2 separate regions of the Gossypium hirsutum genome follow, and region 1 is linked to region 2. Evidence: chromatin contacts called from public Hi-C data. All regions are on one chromosome and are shown on one strand. The core of a region is the stretch at or near the end of the contact, and the rest is flanking DNA. Distances in the headings are between cores, read along the strand shown. Region 1 overlaps LOC121213558. Region 2 has its middle 6.5 kb from the start of LOC121213895.

Region 1 (4,197 bases), core at 225-2,724, 74 kb after region 2:
GCTGAACTAAATCTTTAAATTTAGTAAGGAGATGAAAATCACATTGTGATTTGAAAAAAAAAAGAAGAAAGTTGCGTGCCTTTTTACAAAAGAGGAAAGAAAAAGCCCAAGAAATAGGCTTGAGTGTTGGCCCAGTGTTCACAAACATCGATGCGAAGATGCCCTGCCCAGGGGCAGAACCAGCCAAGGGAAGTGATAATTGAGTGATTTATAATGAAAAAACCCCTTAGACAAAACGAGGCTTCTATTTTCTGAACCCCCTGTCCCCCTCCATCCCTACATCTTCCACTGCTTCTATGTTTCCTTTATACCACGCTTGTTCCCTTTACCCTTCTTTCGCTTTCCATTATCATGCCTTGGGTCCCCCATCATCATCATTATCTTCCATATTCTCTATTACATTCTCACACCCACATCTATATACATAAACAATTCCATGCTTTTTGTTCTGTAATAACCTTTGATTAAAGCTTTTGTTTATACCCTTTTGAAGGAAATAAAAAAGATGTTATCCCCATAATAATCTCAAATCCAATCATTTCTTTGCTATCTAAAGTCCATACATTTATGACTCATCTCAATCCTTCCCTTTTCAAAGGAATTAATCAAGCAAATCTTCTTTTTGTTTGGTATACACTTGAAATAAAAAAAACTAATGCTTTTTTCAAATACGTAAAAAGAAAGGATTTTAATCATTCCTAATCGTAAAATGATACACAATTTTTATAAATTTATTGATAAAACGACAAATAACGTGTCAACCCATCGCATTGAGAAATAATGAACCAAAGTCCCCAATTGCCAATAAAATCCCAAATTCCCTCTCTCTAGGACTCTTTCAAATTGAATCATGTAGGTGTTTGCAAAAGCAAAACTTTCCCTTCAAATCATATCCGGTACTTCATATATTTTTAATTACGTTATAGTTGTGTTTAAATTTTGATGGATTAATATCTAGTTTTTCTTTGAATTTGTCTAAAAGTATTTAGATAGTACTTGAATTCGTATCTGAGTTTGTATGTCGTCACCTAGGTTAGTATTTCCATACTAACATGGTTTTTTATGTTGATGAATTTTATAGTGGCACATGGAGTAAATTACATGTTAACCCTTAAAAAATTAATTTGTTAACAAATTGAGGACAATGTGTGTAGCGTGATACAAATTTAGGTACTAATTAGATACTTTTAGACAAGTCAACGAATAAACTCCATATTAACTCAATTTTAATACTTTTATAATTTATATTAGGTAAAATTTGAGATGTATTTTGAAAAATAAATTTTAAAATATTATATATATTATGTTTATGTCATGTAATAGTAGGGTATTTAGTTTTTTTTTTCTTTGGATTTTAGGTAGAGTCTTGACTTTTATAAATAAAGCCAAAAACTTTACCTTGCTTAAAGCTAAGTGGGTGGGTCCAAAATTATTGTTCAACATCAGATTTGGTTGATCTTATGTCAAAGACTCAAAAGGGGTGGTGGAGATTTAGGTAGGTGGCATAGATCACACAAGAGTCAACTTAAGAGATCTAACGTTTATGAGAGTGTATTGGGGTCTATGTACTTTAGCCACTTTTATGTTGTTGGTAAAAAAGTTCTTATAAAAATATGATTATAAAATAATTATATTAAAATTAATTTAAGTTTTGATTGAAATGATAATATTGGTGTTTTAAAATTTTGGTTAAATTTTGTTATTATTATTTTTTTATTTTACGAAAGTTGTGAATTTAACCTTATACTTGGTCATTTTTAATCCATGTATTTTTCAAATTTTAAAATTTTAGTTCTCACCAAATCTTAAATTCATTAAGTTACTTTCTGTTATTTCCAAAATCTCATGTGCCAAACATATTACCATATGCAGAATGTCATTTCAGCTTGTTATTTTCACATATTACTTGCTAAAAATTCAATTAATGAATTAACGACTGTCATTTATGTCAAGACTGAAATTTTAAAATTTAGGATTTAGAATGATTCAACTGAAAAATTTGGATTAAATCTACAATTGTATGTACAGCATAGATAGACCTAATCATGGGTTGACCCACTTCCCCGGGCTAGTCCAAAAAGTGGGAGGCTTTGGGAAAAATATAGACCTAAAATATGAGTTTGAACGAAAATTAATGCCCGTTTTCTAAATTGCCAGGCCTCAGGTAGGATTTCTTTGGCCCAGGCCCGACTTGGCCCAACCCAAGTCAGTTATTTTGTTATTGTTTTGTTGTCACTTCATTGCTATTTTATTACCATTTTGTTATTATTGTTTGGATATTGTTTAACTTTTGTTTATTGTTAATTTTGCTACTATTTTAAATGCATTTGTTAAGTATAAAGACTTTTTTAATATATTTTCAATTTGTTGGGAAACATTTATTTTAATGTTTTTAGTGTATTTGATATATTATATTTTTTTAAATTTGTTTTTATATAAAAAATAATCAAATAATAATACAGACAGGTCGGGTCAGGTTCGGGTTTAGCATTTTTAATATGGGTCAGGCTTGGACAAAATTTTAGGCCTATTTTTTAAAGGTAGGGCCCTAGAAACGGGCCTAAAATTTTACATCAGTTCGGTCGGCCCATGATCAGGTCTAAGTACAGGACTAATAATTGAATTTAAACAGGCAAATTTAACTACTATATAGGTTAGAACTAAAATTTTAAAATTTGAAAAGTATAAAGACTAAAATTAACCAATTCAAAAAGTACAATAAATAAAATTAATCAAATTAAAATATAAGGATTAAAATCCATAACTTTTACAAAATACAGTGACTAATAATAAAATTTAACCTAAAAATTTTTTATGTCCTGGATTTAAGTAATAGTTGTAGATTTATTTTAAGTTTAAATTATTTTTTTATAACTTTTGTGTAAAAATATGAAAGATAAAAAACACTTTTATAATAAAATTGGTTACTTTTTAAATAAACTTTGTGGCTGCTTAATTAGTGATATAAACTTAATAATTTTTTGCCACCTGGAATTCATTAAGTAAAGGTGAATTGGGATGATAAAAGAGAAATTTTCTAATCAATCGCTTAATTAACACACTTTTTAAAATCACTGTAGGTTTATATTTATATAATAACAATAATATGAATAATTGTGCTGTTTACTATCGATGAAATAGAAGAATTTTACAAACGAATCTAACATAATGTTCAGTGCTTTTATTATTATTTTACTATACAGTACACCATAGATTCCTTTATTATAAGTTCTGATCATGTTTGTTTTTTTATATAATGCTTAGAATTACATATAGTTTCTTCTTAACTCATAGAAGGATAATTCATTTTAGTGCGTTCAAATTCACGTCTTCTTATATTAACAACAATACATATATTAATTGAATTAAAACTCAATCAATCAGTTTAAATATTTTTTTTATTTCATTAACAGTCAACAGAGTAATAATCTTAATAATATATTCCTCCAGCGTTTTGGATAGTGATTTTACGCTATTAATATAGAAAATGTTATTTCTTTTAACTTCTTTTTAAAATTTAAATAGGGTAAACGTGATTTAGATAGTTTAAATTAGACTTGATTATGGGTTTGACAATCCGCTTAGGTTTGAAGATTCGTCCGAAAATAAATTTGGATAAAAAATAATATTTTTTTTTAAACGAGTCAAGCCTCAAATAAGATTTTTTTTTGCCTGATCTAACCCGAGTTTGTCTAATTTTTCACTATTGTTTTTTTAATGTTTGTCACCATTTTGATATTACTTTGCTGTCATTGTTATTGTTTGGATATTGTATCTCTTGTTTTATTATTAATTTTGCTACTATTTTAAAAGTATTTACTTGTTAAGTTGCAACTAGATTAGTGTTATTTAAGTATAAAGACTGTTTTAATATATTTTCATTTTGTTGGGAAACATTTGATTTTAATATTTTTAGTGTATTTGATGTATTATATTTTTTAAATTTATTTTTATATAAATAATAATACGGGTCGGGCTCGAGTTTAGTATTTTTTATCTGGGTTGAGTTTGGGCAAAATTCTAGGCCTATTTTTCGGGTTGAGCCCTAGCCTAGAAAATAAATCTAAAATTTTGCATTAGCCCGATCCAAACCCAGCTCAACCCATGATTATGTCTAATTCGAACTCATATTTTTCTGTACTAACAATAATATCGATACCAATAGAAGTAAAACTCAACTGGCAAAAAATATTAATC
Region 2 (3,636 bases), core at 164-2,663:
ACAGTCATTACAGAAGTTGGAAAAAAGAGTTGATTACCAGTACCTTTTCGGAAGATGATGCCACCAAAATCCTCAGAATTCCTCTGGCACAAACACCGCATGAAGACTTTCTTATCTGGGGTGGCGAACGGTCGGGTGAATTCACGGTCAGAAGCGCCTATCAACTATTACAAATATTGACTAAAAGTCTTAGAACTTATGCTTTACAGACCATCTATAGGAATTTTTACAAAAAACTTTGGAGCCTAAATCTACTGACTAAAATAAAGGTCACAATATGGAAGTTATCTTGGAATTATCTGCCTACAAAGGTGAATTTACAGCACCGGAAGTTAGCAGTCAATCCAAGCTGTCCCCGATGTGGAGAAGGAGCTGAAACAATGAACCATTTATTTCGCGAATGCCGTGTTACAATGGAGGTATGGAGAGCATTATCGTTCCAGAACATTTTGATGAATCAATGTGAGGATTTTTTACAGTGGATCACCTGGGTAGTAGAGGAGCTCAGCCTTTATCAAAGTTGAATATTCTGTTGTGCACTTTGGGCTATATGGGGAGATAGAAATAAAAAAATACATGAAGGCAAAGTTAGTAATGGGACGGAAGTTGCAAACTTTATAAACAATTACATTAATGAGATTAATGGCCTTGAAAAAAGAGATCTAAATCGTACCGGAGAGAACCAGAGATGGTCGTACCCACAGGAGAGTTTCATCAACATCAACTTTGATGGTGCCTACGATAAAAGCCAGAATCGGTCGGCTTCGGGTATTGTGGCCAGAGATTCGGAACGAAATATCCTCTTCTCATGTTCAGAGATTCATTCTAATATCTCATCGGCCTTTGCTGCTGAAGCAATAACCTGCTGGAGAGCAGTCCAAATAGGAACCGGGAAGGGATGGCAGTTTCTGATTCTTGAAGGAGATTCCCTCGCAATCATCAAAAATGCAATTCAAAGGGTCAAGACAGATCGATGGTAGGGGCATACATTTATAACATTCAACAGAAAATATATGGATTTGATAATATCAGATTTCAACATACACCTAGGTCTGCAAATAATCTTGCACATATCTTAGCAACAGAAACGTTAAAAAGAGGAGAAGAAATTTACCTGGATAGGGGAGTTCCTGAGTATGCTATGGATCAAGCTCGGTACGATAGGAGAAGAGGACCAGATTAGAAGTTTTCAGGAGAGGAAGAGTGGAGAAAGGAAGCCTCAGAACAGTAAAGGAAACGGATCGATTTTCTTGGCATATTTTGAAAATGGAATCATCAAAAATGAATTGAAATGACAGAAAGACTGGAAGACGGTTTCCAAACAACTTCTGATTGGGCAACGGATCGGTGCATTAATGCCGGTTCTAGAATTTTCGTTTATAATATCTAGATATTTTTGTATAAGGCCATCTGATTTGGGCCATGTTTTGGTTTAGGTTTATTTTGTTATGTTTTGGTTTTATTTGGTTTTGGTTTCAGATTAGAACAGTATGTATTTATTTTCATAATAAAGCCCAATCCGGAAATTTCAAAAAAAAAAATTAGCTAACACCAATTAGAAAGTTTGAAAATAAGGAGTGTGATGTTGCGGCTGAGTAATATGGAGGATGATGAAGTAGTTTGCATGTTGGGTGAAGGTGCTTTGGATGGTGATGGCACTTTGAACCAAGTTGAGATTTATTATAATTTTTATATTAATATATTAATATATTTTATAACTTTTTAAATAATTTTTACATGTTTATATAATTTTATAATAATTTTTAATTTTTTGTAATTTTCATATTTTTATAATTTTTTATATGTTTATATAATATTTTACAATTTTTGATGACATTTTTCTTTTACAAATTTTATGATTTTTGTTTTATAAATTTGTATTAGAAAAATGAACCACTAAATCTAGAACTGCCACGTGTCATCATCTATTTGGTCTACAAATTAATTTAACAATTAACATAGTCTAAGATAGAAACCGTTTAATGGATGAGCTTAATTGATTTGTAGGTTATTGACAAGAGCTCAATTGGATAAGTTTAATTAATTATTTTTTTTATTTTTCTCTTAAGGATTTCTTATACCTTTAAGCCTAATATAATACTAATATAATTATGGTTTAGAATAAATTATAAATTTAAATCATTTGTGAGTGTCGATGAATTCTTTTAAATACGATGTTAGAAATCATGAAAAACAAATGCATTGGTGATGGAAGAAACTGGTGGCTAAAAGAAATGAAAGCTGTGGTGGTGGCTGTGATTGTTTAGAGAAAGATGCATAGAGAACTTAGAATATGTTTAAGCTTGGCAAACAATCAAAAGATTCCAAATGAAATATTTAAGCCTTTATTTATAGCTCTCCGAAAAAGTTATTAAAAGAGCAATTATAAAAGAAGTAGAGGCGAATGAACTAAAGTTATCAAAGTAACCATATATACATAGTTGGATGGTAACCAAGTATTCAATTCAAACGATAGTTGAAACCAAATCAAATAACTTAGTGGAGAAAGATGTCCTTACGATAAAGTAGTTGTTAAGAAATTTTTGTATTGAACTAACTTGTGGATTAAAAATTTATAGCATTTTGGATTTAGTTGATGTACATGGCATTGGCATAATAGATGGTTTTCATACTTGTGCTTACAATCTTTGTATCTTTTGATCGTTATTTTGGACCAAACTCATTGCCACAACATTTTGCTTTTTAAGGAGCATAAAGGTATTTGATAATAAAATAGTTGATAGGTTATTCATATATTATATTACATTGTAAGAGAAATGATTGTATGAAATAGTGACGTCACGTCATTTGTATCTCTTTTCAATCATTTAATGACATGTCAGGTTAATTTTTATATGTCATTTACACCTCATTTAATTAATTTCTTAACCATAAATCCCTAAAATCTCAATTAAAAATTTCCCGCCACAACTCAATCCTAATTAAGAATTTCTTTGCACTTCTCTGCAACAGTTGGCTGTTGCTATTCATTTGTTGTTTTTCTAGCAACTGTTGGTTGCTGCTATTTTGTGATTCAATTGCTATTTGTTGCTATTCAATTGTTGTTTTTCTTGGCACTTCATTGCAACTACTGACTACTACTATTCATTTGTTGTTTTTCCAGCAACTGCTGCTATTTTTCTATTCAATTGTTGGCTGTTGCTATTCAATTGTTGTTCTTCTTGGCACTTCTCTGCAACTGCTGGCTGTTGCTATTCATTTATTTTTTTTCGGCAACTGTTGCCTACTGCTATTTTGCTATTCAATTGTTGGCTGCTACTATTCAATTTTTGTTTCAAGATAAGTTTTAATTTTAATAGTTTCTATTTTCACAATACGATAATGATGATAATGATCATTGAATCATGAAAATTGAGAAGAAGATACAATAATTCAAAGTTGTTGGCCATTGTTATTGATTGAAGTTTTTTTTATATATATTAGACATATGATTAAATTAAATATGTTACACTATTGCAAACTATGGAGATTTTCTGGTTAGTAATCGTGTGCATGTTCTAGAGATTTTTTTTTTAGTTTGATGTGGAATTGTGTTTGTTTGGGATATTAAGTATTTCCACTTGGTTTTCATTTGTTTGAAATAGAGTTGTATTTAGAATCTTTGAAAGAGTTGTG

What was found. A called contact is a pair of places that touch in the nucleus more often than the background predicts.
Region 1: a contact with region 2 is called in a Hi-C map of leaf, with 2.4 times the contacts expected there. The contact joins two enhancer-like sites. A contact is called at or near these places in 4 of 34 Hi-C or Micro-C datasets (leaf and seedling).

What each region holds. Positions count from the first base shown.
Region 1 is chrD01:17,946,762-17,950,958 of Gossypium_hirsutum_v2.1, forward strand. The region is part of intron 5 of LOC121213558; the gene reads right to left. Among protein-coding and RNA genes, the nearest start is that of LOC121213558, 14 kb to the right of the region's middle. Within about 2 kb of position 1,475, at least 3 of the 9 cell types and tissues checked have an H3K27ac peak or open chromatin away from gene starts, as enhancers often do. A contact at or near this core is called in leaf, where this site is marked.
Region 2 is chrD01:17,872,473-17,876,108 of Gossypium_hirsutum_v2.1, forward strand. No RefSeq gene overlaps it. Among protein-coding and RNA genes, the nearest start is that of LOC121213895, 6.5 kb to the left of the region's middle. Within about 2 kb of position 1,414, at least 7 of the 9 cell types and tissues checked have an H3K27ac peak or open chromatin away from gene starts, as enhancers often do. A contact at or near this core is called in leaf, where this site is marked.